Regions from separate parts of the Rattus norvegicus genome. Here region 1 is linked to region 2. The links are chromatin contacts, called in public Hi-C maps. All regions are on one chromosome and are shown on one strand. The core of a region is the stretch at or near the end of the contact, and the rest is flanking DNA. Distances in the headings are between cores, read along the strand shown.

Region 1 (4,249 bases), core at 1,058-3,557, 170 kb before region 2:
GAATGAAATCAATCCTTGTACATGCATGGTTGTCAGACTTTTAAACGATGGGATCTCCTGACCTGATGGTAGAGGCTACTTTTTAAAATTATGAACATTCTAGGAGTCTAAAAGGCTTTATTATTTCATTGGGTCTACTACTGCCAGATTGACTGCTTTGGCCACACTCAACCATTTTACAAACACTGATAAAAGTCAACAATGCTATGAGTACTCATGGAGTCGCACATCTGATTTTTGACATCAACATTCTGGATGCAGTTGAGTATAAGGAGATGAGGCTGACTGGGAACGTTCTTTGCTTCAGTTTTCTGTGGACATTTTGTTTTAGATCCCTCTTTCTTTTTTTTTTTTACAAATGTATATGACATCCATTACTACTAAGGACAATGGGAAAAACAATAGGCCAATATCATATTGTCCAAGAAACATTCAAACAAGACTGATAGCATAAACATGTCTTCCAGCTGACCAGCAAGTAGCATGTACCTGGAACAGAAACGTTCTCTTTACCTAAGTGTGGATTCCACAAACTCTACTGACCTTCGAGCCATGGCAGGGGAGTTTCAACAGTGTGCAGGAGGTATGCACTGGAAAGAGTGGGATTTCCAAAGAAACTCCCTTTTGTACTTAATGGGCACACTGAACAGTGAGTTCTATATTCTAAGATTAATGATACTTTTTGGAGTTGAGTTCTGGCCACAATAGGCTAAGCTCTAATGAGCACTTCAGTGTGAAAGTAAATTGCGTATCTGCTGGGTGTGGTGGTGGATCTCCACAAGTCTTAAATTCAGGAGGGAGACAAAGAGGGCTCACATTTGGAGCCAGGCTTGCACTATATAGCAATCCTCCATCTCAAGCGACACAAACAACAATAACACTAGCAAAACCAAAAAGCTTTCGTGTTATATCCATGTTAGACACATTCTCCTCTCTAGGCTGCAGAAGGGTTAGATGGATAAACCTGACATTGTGAAAGTGTCTGTCAGGCCTTAACTACAGTTTTGAAGAAATAAGTTTAGGAATACTGTAGAATAGACGATAAAATGGTTAGAACCATTGTTTAAGTCTTTTTCCTTTGGAAAACAAAGACGGCTGAAGCCCATAAACATAAACGATCTCCAGGGTGAACTAAATCTGAATGAATATCAGCCAAGAACTCAAGAGTAAAATTCAGGTACAAAGAGACAAAGAGATGGTTAGGTGGGCAGAGGCGCTTCCAGCCAAATCTGGTGCCCTGAGTTTAATCCTGAGATCCATATAGTGAAAGAAATGATTCCTACTTGTTCTCTGACCTTCAGAACACACACACACACACACACACACACACACACACACACACAGAGACAGAGAGAGAACACAAATTAGAAAAAAGTTCATAAGGGAAGATTTATAATCTTATGTGTTCTACAGGTATGATACATGAATACAGTCATACCTACGTCATGTTTCATAAAATTTTACACTATTTTTCCAAGTTGTGAACTTTATACTTCTGTTTGCTAAGGGTCTTTGCAGCCACTCAGCCTTTCTTTCTCAGGAGAAATATAACACCTTGCTGTGTATGGTTCTATGCCTTGAATATCTCTGAGGTCTGGGCAACCTATTCGGGCTCAGATCTGGATAAGGGTGCTAAGTCCCAATGCTTTGTTCTTGTGTGATTGTTTTTGCTTGATTTCTTACCATGAGTAAGTCATACATTTTAACTGGACAGATATGAGATAAAAAAAAACTATTTTTCTGCCAAGATAGCAATCGACAACCTTCGGGAACACGTGCAGAATTTTCTGGGACTCTATTAAAATTATCTGATAAACTGTCTTTGAGTCTCTGTGTTTTTGTTGTGTGGGGGCACCAAGTAGGAGCTCGGAGGCTTTGTAGATGCAACTGAAACTTAAACTGGAGGTAATGAACAGTAATGTGCTTTGTAGTACACAGATGGCTAGAGAGACCACTGTTAAATTTAACGGCTACACTGAGTCACCCACTTTTACCTGTATACATTAAACTAAGCATAGTTAGTTGCTTTAAGAAAATGATTAAATCACTCTTGATCTCTTTTCCAAATACATAGAAGCTGACTTTCTTTTCCATGGGAGGGGGGTGGATTTGAGGCATTATATCTCAGGGCAAATGTGTTTATACTTTGTGTGTTATTTCATGGAAAAATATACTAATGAAAACAGGAGACCTGGGTTTCCACCCCATGTGAGAAAAGCAACCCTTTCATGCGGCTAAATGTGGGCCTTATCCATCCCGCTCACGATTCAGTGGAACTGTGACACGTGATAGGCTTAGAGTATGAATGGGTCAGTGAAGAGTACTCTATAAACAGGAATGTGTTTCTTGGGAGAGGTTTGGATAAATGGACTGAGTGTTCCTTCATTTCTCAGGCTTTTGCTTAGGAAGCTAATGAAACCAAGCATGCAGAGCAAAACCATCTGCTGAAGGTCAGAGAGCTTTGTAAGATGCTATACAGCCCCGGCTCGGACCAGGCTCCACCAGAGAGCATGGGCACAAGGGTTCTTTCCTCTCTTCCTTACACGAAGAGCACAAATACCTTAACATCCAAAGTCCAGCACCATATTTTCTAAAACAATAGAGGTAAACATGTTGAAACCTGAAGGTTGAAAGAAGACTCCACATGGGCCCACGTTCTGCCACTACTACTGCAACGGTTTTTATTTTTGTAAAGCAATTATCAACTTATGTATAAGTGATTACACCATTTGAGACATGACATCCTTGAAAACTCTGATGCTCTAATCAAAACACAACAGCTATTTTGGAACAGAAAGTCTATCTGCTTTACATAAATATCGAAAAATCAAACAATGACCCACTTACAATTATATTGTTGATGATTTTAAAGAGCTACTTTAAGTGAATTTCTTTCCTCAGTGGGAATTTTCTAGCCTGATACTGGTATATCCCAGCCAAGATGTATGTGTGTGGTGACGATTGTGGCAGGGGTTAGGAGGTGTGTGAATGGGTGGTCATGGTTTTCCCATGCTGCATACCTGTCATTATTTGTACTTTCTATTATATCTCATACCTGTAGGCACAATAAACTTTTCATATATATATATATATATATATATATATATATATATATATATATATATAATTAAAAACCACCAACTCAACTCCATTAAAGTACCATCAGCCTCATTGGAGAATTTTGTTAAGATTATTTTTCAATCTAGGGAGCGTAAAAACATCGCAGCAGCACTGATAACAGCATTTTAAATATTAAGGAGTCATCTTTCCTGGAGTAGATGAACTCCTTGAATTTCTCTAGAATTTCTGATGAAGCAATTGTAATATCATAGGGATATATAAAAGAGTGTGGACATGATAAATATGATGAGATTTTTAATTATGATTGTATCCCACTATATAAATAGTAAAAACACTTTGTTATATTGTCTTAATATTTAGGCATGATCTCAAACTAAAACACTTAGGAAATAATTAACAGGATTGATCTCTGGGGAGAGAAGAGGGCTAGTGTGAAAGCCATTGCAAAGGGTCTTCTTTTCATTCCCTATGTTTCTGTGTTGCTTGAACTATTGAAAAACATGCATTCAAATATTAATTTAAAATTTAAAATAATAAAAAGGAAATAATCAAATAACATGATATCAACTGCCCCACTGGGATCTGGGAAGACCAGCCTCCAAGCCCTCTCTCTCCTATGCCTTATTTTCCCCTAGGATCTACGTTTATACCTTATAATCTCTGAAACTGCCTGTAATCATAGTCACCAGGTTCTAAACTCATATGCTGGGCACTGACTCGTCCATACACTTTACATGAAGCCTGGCTTCACAGAAAGACTGCACTACCAGATGTCATATCAATATACCCATGTGAGAACTACAATATTACCTATTGTATCCGGGACCTACCTATCTATGAACCAAAGAGAATGAATAATTCTTTCACCTTGCTATTCAACTTGTGTTGGGACACTAAAGAAACCTTTACAGAACCCTTCTCTGCCCAATGTCAAGAGATTATAGTTGGTTTGTCATGGTGGCTTCTTCCCAGGATAATTCAATGAAAGTGGTGTGTGAGGTTGGGGATACACAGGGATAATGGGGTTTTTAAATACATATTGAGGTGAGAACCTATCGCAATTTCCATGCAGCCCTTGCTAATGCGATAAGTGAATGTAAAAGAAGTACTTTCCCATGTAAAATATCCCTATCCTGAATCATCCTAGGTAAAGTCTGTCAGCACCATA
Region 2 (4,243 bases), core at 737-3,236:
GTGGCTACAAACCCTGTGGTTTGTTCTATGTCCCTTCAATGAGGCTTGGAGTTGCTACCATCATCGTTACTGAATATATTCTAAGTCCCAAATACAGGACAGACATTACAAGTATTATTTCATCCTCACCACAATCCTAGATTCCATATAAGATTAATATTTTTAATGGAAGGATAGACAGACACACAGAAATTAAGATGCCCAAGATTGCACTGTGAGTAGTAGGTGTTTAAGCTTGAACAGCATTACCCCCTAAGAGGAACTTTGATCCTGCACTGTTAACAGGCACTCCACTCCCACTTTAGAATGGCCAGGTCAACAGTCAGCCCTGTATCAGCAGTTTCTCATTTAATAAGACTAATGCCCAGGACTATTTTCACTAGGCCCTCAAATCAAAGGCTTAGTACTATCACCTGTCCAAAACTTGAACAGTGAGACTCTGGCCACCCTGTGATCATCAACTGAGCTAGCAGAATCCTGCAGAGGCAAGCTGGCCATCTCTCATTATGATAACGGCAGTGGTGGCTTACATAACACTAGTAGCATAGTTTGGAGGCTTTTAATTCTTGTGGCTTTAAGGAACTCAGGCTCTGTCCCTCACTCTGGATGCAGGTACTGCTCAGCAGACAGGGGGACATACCAGCAGGACAGGCCTGCACGGACTCCTGTGGATGTGGGAGTGGGGAGTAGCATGAGGCAGGGGACATGGGGTGGGGAGCTGTTGACTTCTGAAAGGCCTTTGCTCTGCAGGCTGTTGTAATTCTGTGATTCAGGGAAATGCTTGCTGTTCTTTGCCCATTTCCTAACGATGGCAACTCAAACAGATTATGCAATGCTTGGCGAGAAGCTACATATTAAAAAATAATTCGCTACAAGATCATCACGGCCAAGGTTGGGCTGCAATACACCTGCTCACAGAGTTGTTCTGGGTTTTACAACCATTGTCTGTAAGCCCAAAGGGTAAAATTAGTAACAACTAAAAGAATACGAGGAACTCTGGTAAGGGTCCACGCTGATGACAACTACTGCTTTAGTCTTAATTTCTTCAGATTGTTTTACATTAAGTACTTTTTATGTAATAAAATTGCCTCAGAAAAAGAATGACTGCTTTTTACCTGAAGCAGAGTATGTGTGTCTTCTCACTTGTAATATTTCTAGACTTTAACTTAGGCAAATACTTGCAAACATCCCATTTTTAAGTGTTCCTTTCTGTGAACAGGAACTGTAGCACCTACCAGTGTGTTGAGGACCTTTCTGAACAGACTGAATATAGATATGGTTATAAATATATGGGTAGATATAGATATATGCTATATACATCATACATACATGTGCATATATAAAAATCTGCAAAGTTTCTTTTTAAGTTCATGACCTTTTAAAACAAAAATATGCAAACATGAAGTAAAGAGATGCATACAGAATATTAAATATTTGTTAAGGGCTCACCATGTATAACAGTACGACACTCAGTGAGAACAAAAATAAATGAGTGTCTGTCCATAAAGCACACCAAACACTGAGGAATATTAAGGATACAGGTAAACATATGAGAAATATTTAGGAAACCCATCAAAGGGCGCACCTCACTGAAACAGAATAAACACAGTTAAAATCTCCCTGGCAGGGTGTTATCTGGCTTTGAGCCCTGATGTGGACCAGCAGATGAGAGCCTGCAACTTTAAGAAAACTATTGAAGAATTGCTTTGGCGATGAGCATCCCTTCAGAAGAAAAAGCGCATCCTTCAGAAGAAAAAGCACATGCTCTTTAACCAATACCTATTTTGCATCCACTCTCTCTTATTCTCACAATCTTGTAAGCTTGTTTTATAGACAAAATGTCTAAACTTCTGAGAGGTTCAATGAGGCACCCAATGTCACAGTGGCATAATGGTGGAGCTGGGATTCAGTCTCAGACTATCCACAGTACTGTGTCACAGAGACAAGGGCATTGGCACTTGATTCACACAGCCTCACCTCTTTAGCTGCTCTTGGTCCAGACTGTCCTTTCTGTGACTGGCAACCCCCACTCTCTTAGTTACTGTTGGACACATTAGTTCTTGGCTGTTTTGATTCTTCTGGGCACAGTTTTTGTCAATGGCTTCAAGGCTTTGCTTTCCCCAGTATGGTCAGCAAAATTTTGGTTTTGTGCTGTTCTGGTTAACCCCTAGTGTGGCTCTTGTTGCTTTGGTTGACCCTGCAGCCTTCTGTAGATGTGAGCATTTAGCATTCTCTGCTGGATCAGCAGCTCAGGGTGTGCAAGGGCAAAGGGAAGATTTATTCTACCCTCTTTAGCAGAAGGAATTGCTTCTTTGTCAGTGTTCAAGTTGCAAACACATGCCTTTTGTGCAGTCCATGATACTTCCTGGATAATGCCATTAACTGTTTCCTGGGCAGGAGATGCACAGAGTTATGGCTACATTACCTTTTAGCTTCCACTCTATCAAACTCTATTGCTGAACTCTGGACAGGATGAACAGTAGTGAACCAAGTCTTTGATAAAAGGAGTCATGAGCTGAGTCTGTGACAGTCAGTGTCATGTGCTCATTACTTAATACAGTGCCTCTATATCATAGAGTATGTGTTCCCTTACAGTTGAGTGGGTGAATAGACTCGTGAAGCAACTAGGCTCTGGTGTGTGTGTGTGTGTGTGTGTGTGTGTGTGTGTGTGGTGTGTGTGTGTGTGTGTGTGTGTGTGTGTGTGTGTGCATGCACATGCTCATTTGTGTGTGAGAGATGGGACAGAGAGGGAGGGAACGAAGAAGGGGAAGATGGAAAGGCATAATTTACTTTACCCTCTGATTGAGGTGGCTTACTGTTCTGTGATGAATGTAAAAAGTAAAAGATAGTTTGGTTTAGTCTGAATTTAAGAAGTAGTGGATGTTTAGGCAAAATAATGAAGATGCAGGTGAGATGAGAGATCTTTTTACGGTGTGAGTAATATTTCCTGATTAAATTTTTTCACAGAGGTTAGTAATTACAAAGCATCTAGTCTGTGTCCCCTATGCTTCTGCTCTTCCAGATTTGGACATGCATACAAAACTGTTCAACAATCTCCAGGTATGGGAGCATGATAAGAAGATGACAAGTAAATTATATTAAATATTTCACAGAAAAAAATAATTTTTATAAATTCTGCATGCTCTTTCTATCTGGAGGCTCAGAACAATCTACCCTTTACAGGGGGAAAAGTAAGTCTAGACAAGTCTTCAGAAAGTAAAATTTAGTATGTTTTCTTATGGATATTTTCTAAGGTACAGAGGATATACAATTAGGAAGCATTTATTATACAAAAGATAAAGATACTCTCCTGTCTCCTTTGATTTCTTTTGGTGAGAAAATTGGCTTAGCATTATTAGAACATATTGCCTTTCAGATTTTTAACAAGCCAACATCTTTATTCTGACCTCCAGATTTATTTACACTTAGATGATGGAAGGGAAGACAGCATGTGATTAGAAAGGAAAGAAATCTTCCTAAGATTTCTAATCACAAAGGTAAACCATGGAAGCTCCCACATTTGTTTAAGGAGAAACAGTAACTCTGAACAGACTTACAACAAGAGATTGAAGATCAAAAAGAGAATTGAATGAAATCAAGAAGAGATTGAACGATCAAAAACCTCCAACAATGAAAATCCAAGGATCAGTTATTTCACCGGTGAGCTTTCTGAATATTAAAGAGTAATATATTCTTCAAACTCAGGAAAAACAGGGAAAACTTTCCAGCTCATGCTATGAGGCACCATTGCCTGAGGCTAAATCTAGATAAAGTCACCACGGGAAAGAAAACTGACTGGCCGGCATTATAACAAAGATGATGAAATTCTTAATAGACTGGACTACTAGTAAACTCAGTCTGACAAACAATTATTGCAAAAGTGGTTCAAAGTAACAAACCCAACCGAGGTAACACATTAACAGAATCAGTTAGGAAATTGTATGCACAACTTCACTGATGTTAAAAAAAAAAAAAAAAAGGCCATCTGCCACTGATTCACCGTAAGAAAACACATGACGATACAACAGGAACAAGATGTGACAAATAAACTAGGCAGGCTCATTGGTATCACAGAGGCTGAGGTAACAATCACGGTGCCTGTAGTGGTCTGACCTATGTCCTCAGCACATGTTCTTGTGGGACTCCAACCCGTGGGTGTGGGGCTGTCTCTTACTCTTTTGCCTGCCTTTGGAGCCGTTTACCTCCTACTGGGTTGCCTTGAAAATGAGGGCTTGTGCCTACC

What was found. A called contact is a pair of places that touch in the nucleus more often than the background predicts.
Region 1: a contact with region 2 is called in a Hi-C map of liver, with 6 times the contacts expected there. The contact joins two enhancer-like sites. A contact is called at or near these places in 3 of 12 Hi-C or Micro-C datasets (hepatocytes and liver).

What each region holds. Positions count from the first base shown.
Region 1 is chr3:73,173,744-73,177,992 of GRCr8, reverse strand. It overlaps a transcript of B3galt1 not described here. Among named protein-coding and RNA genes, the nearest start is that of B3galt1, 43 kb to the left of the region's middle. Within about 2 kb of position 2,307, at least 1 of the 93 cell types and tissues checked has an H3K27ac peak or open chromatin away from gene starts, as enhancers often do. A contact at or near this core is called in liver, where this site is marked.
Region 2 is chr3:73,002,749-73,006,991 of GRCr8, reverse strand. It overlaps a transcript of B3galt1 not described here. Among named protein-coding and RNA genes, the nearest start is that of B3galt1, 210 kb to the left of the region's middle. Within about 2 kb of position 1,986, at least 8 of the 93 cell types and tissues checked have an H3K27ac peak or open chromatin away from gene starts, as enhancers often do. A contact at or near this core is called in liver, where this site is marked.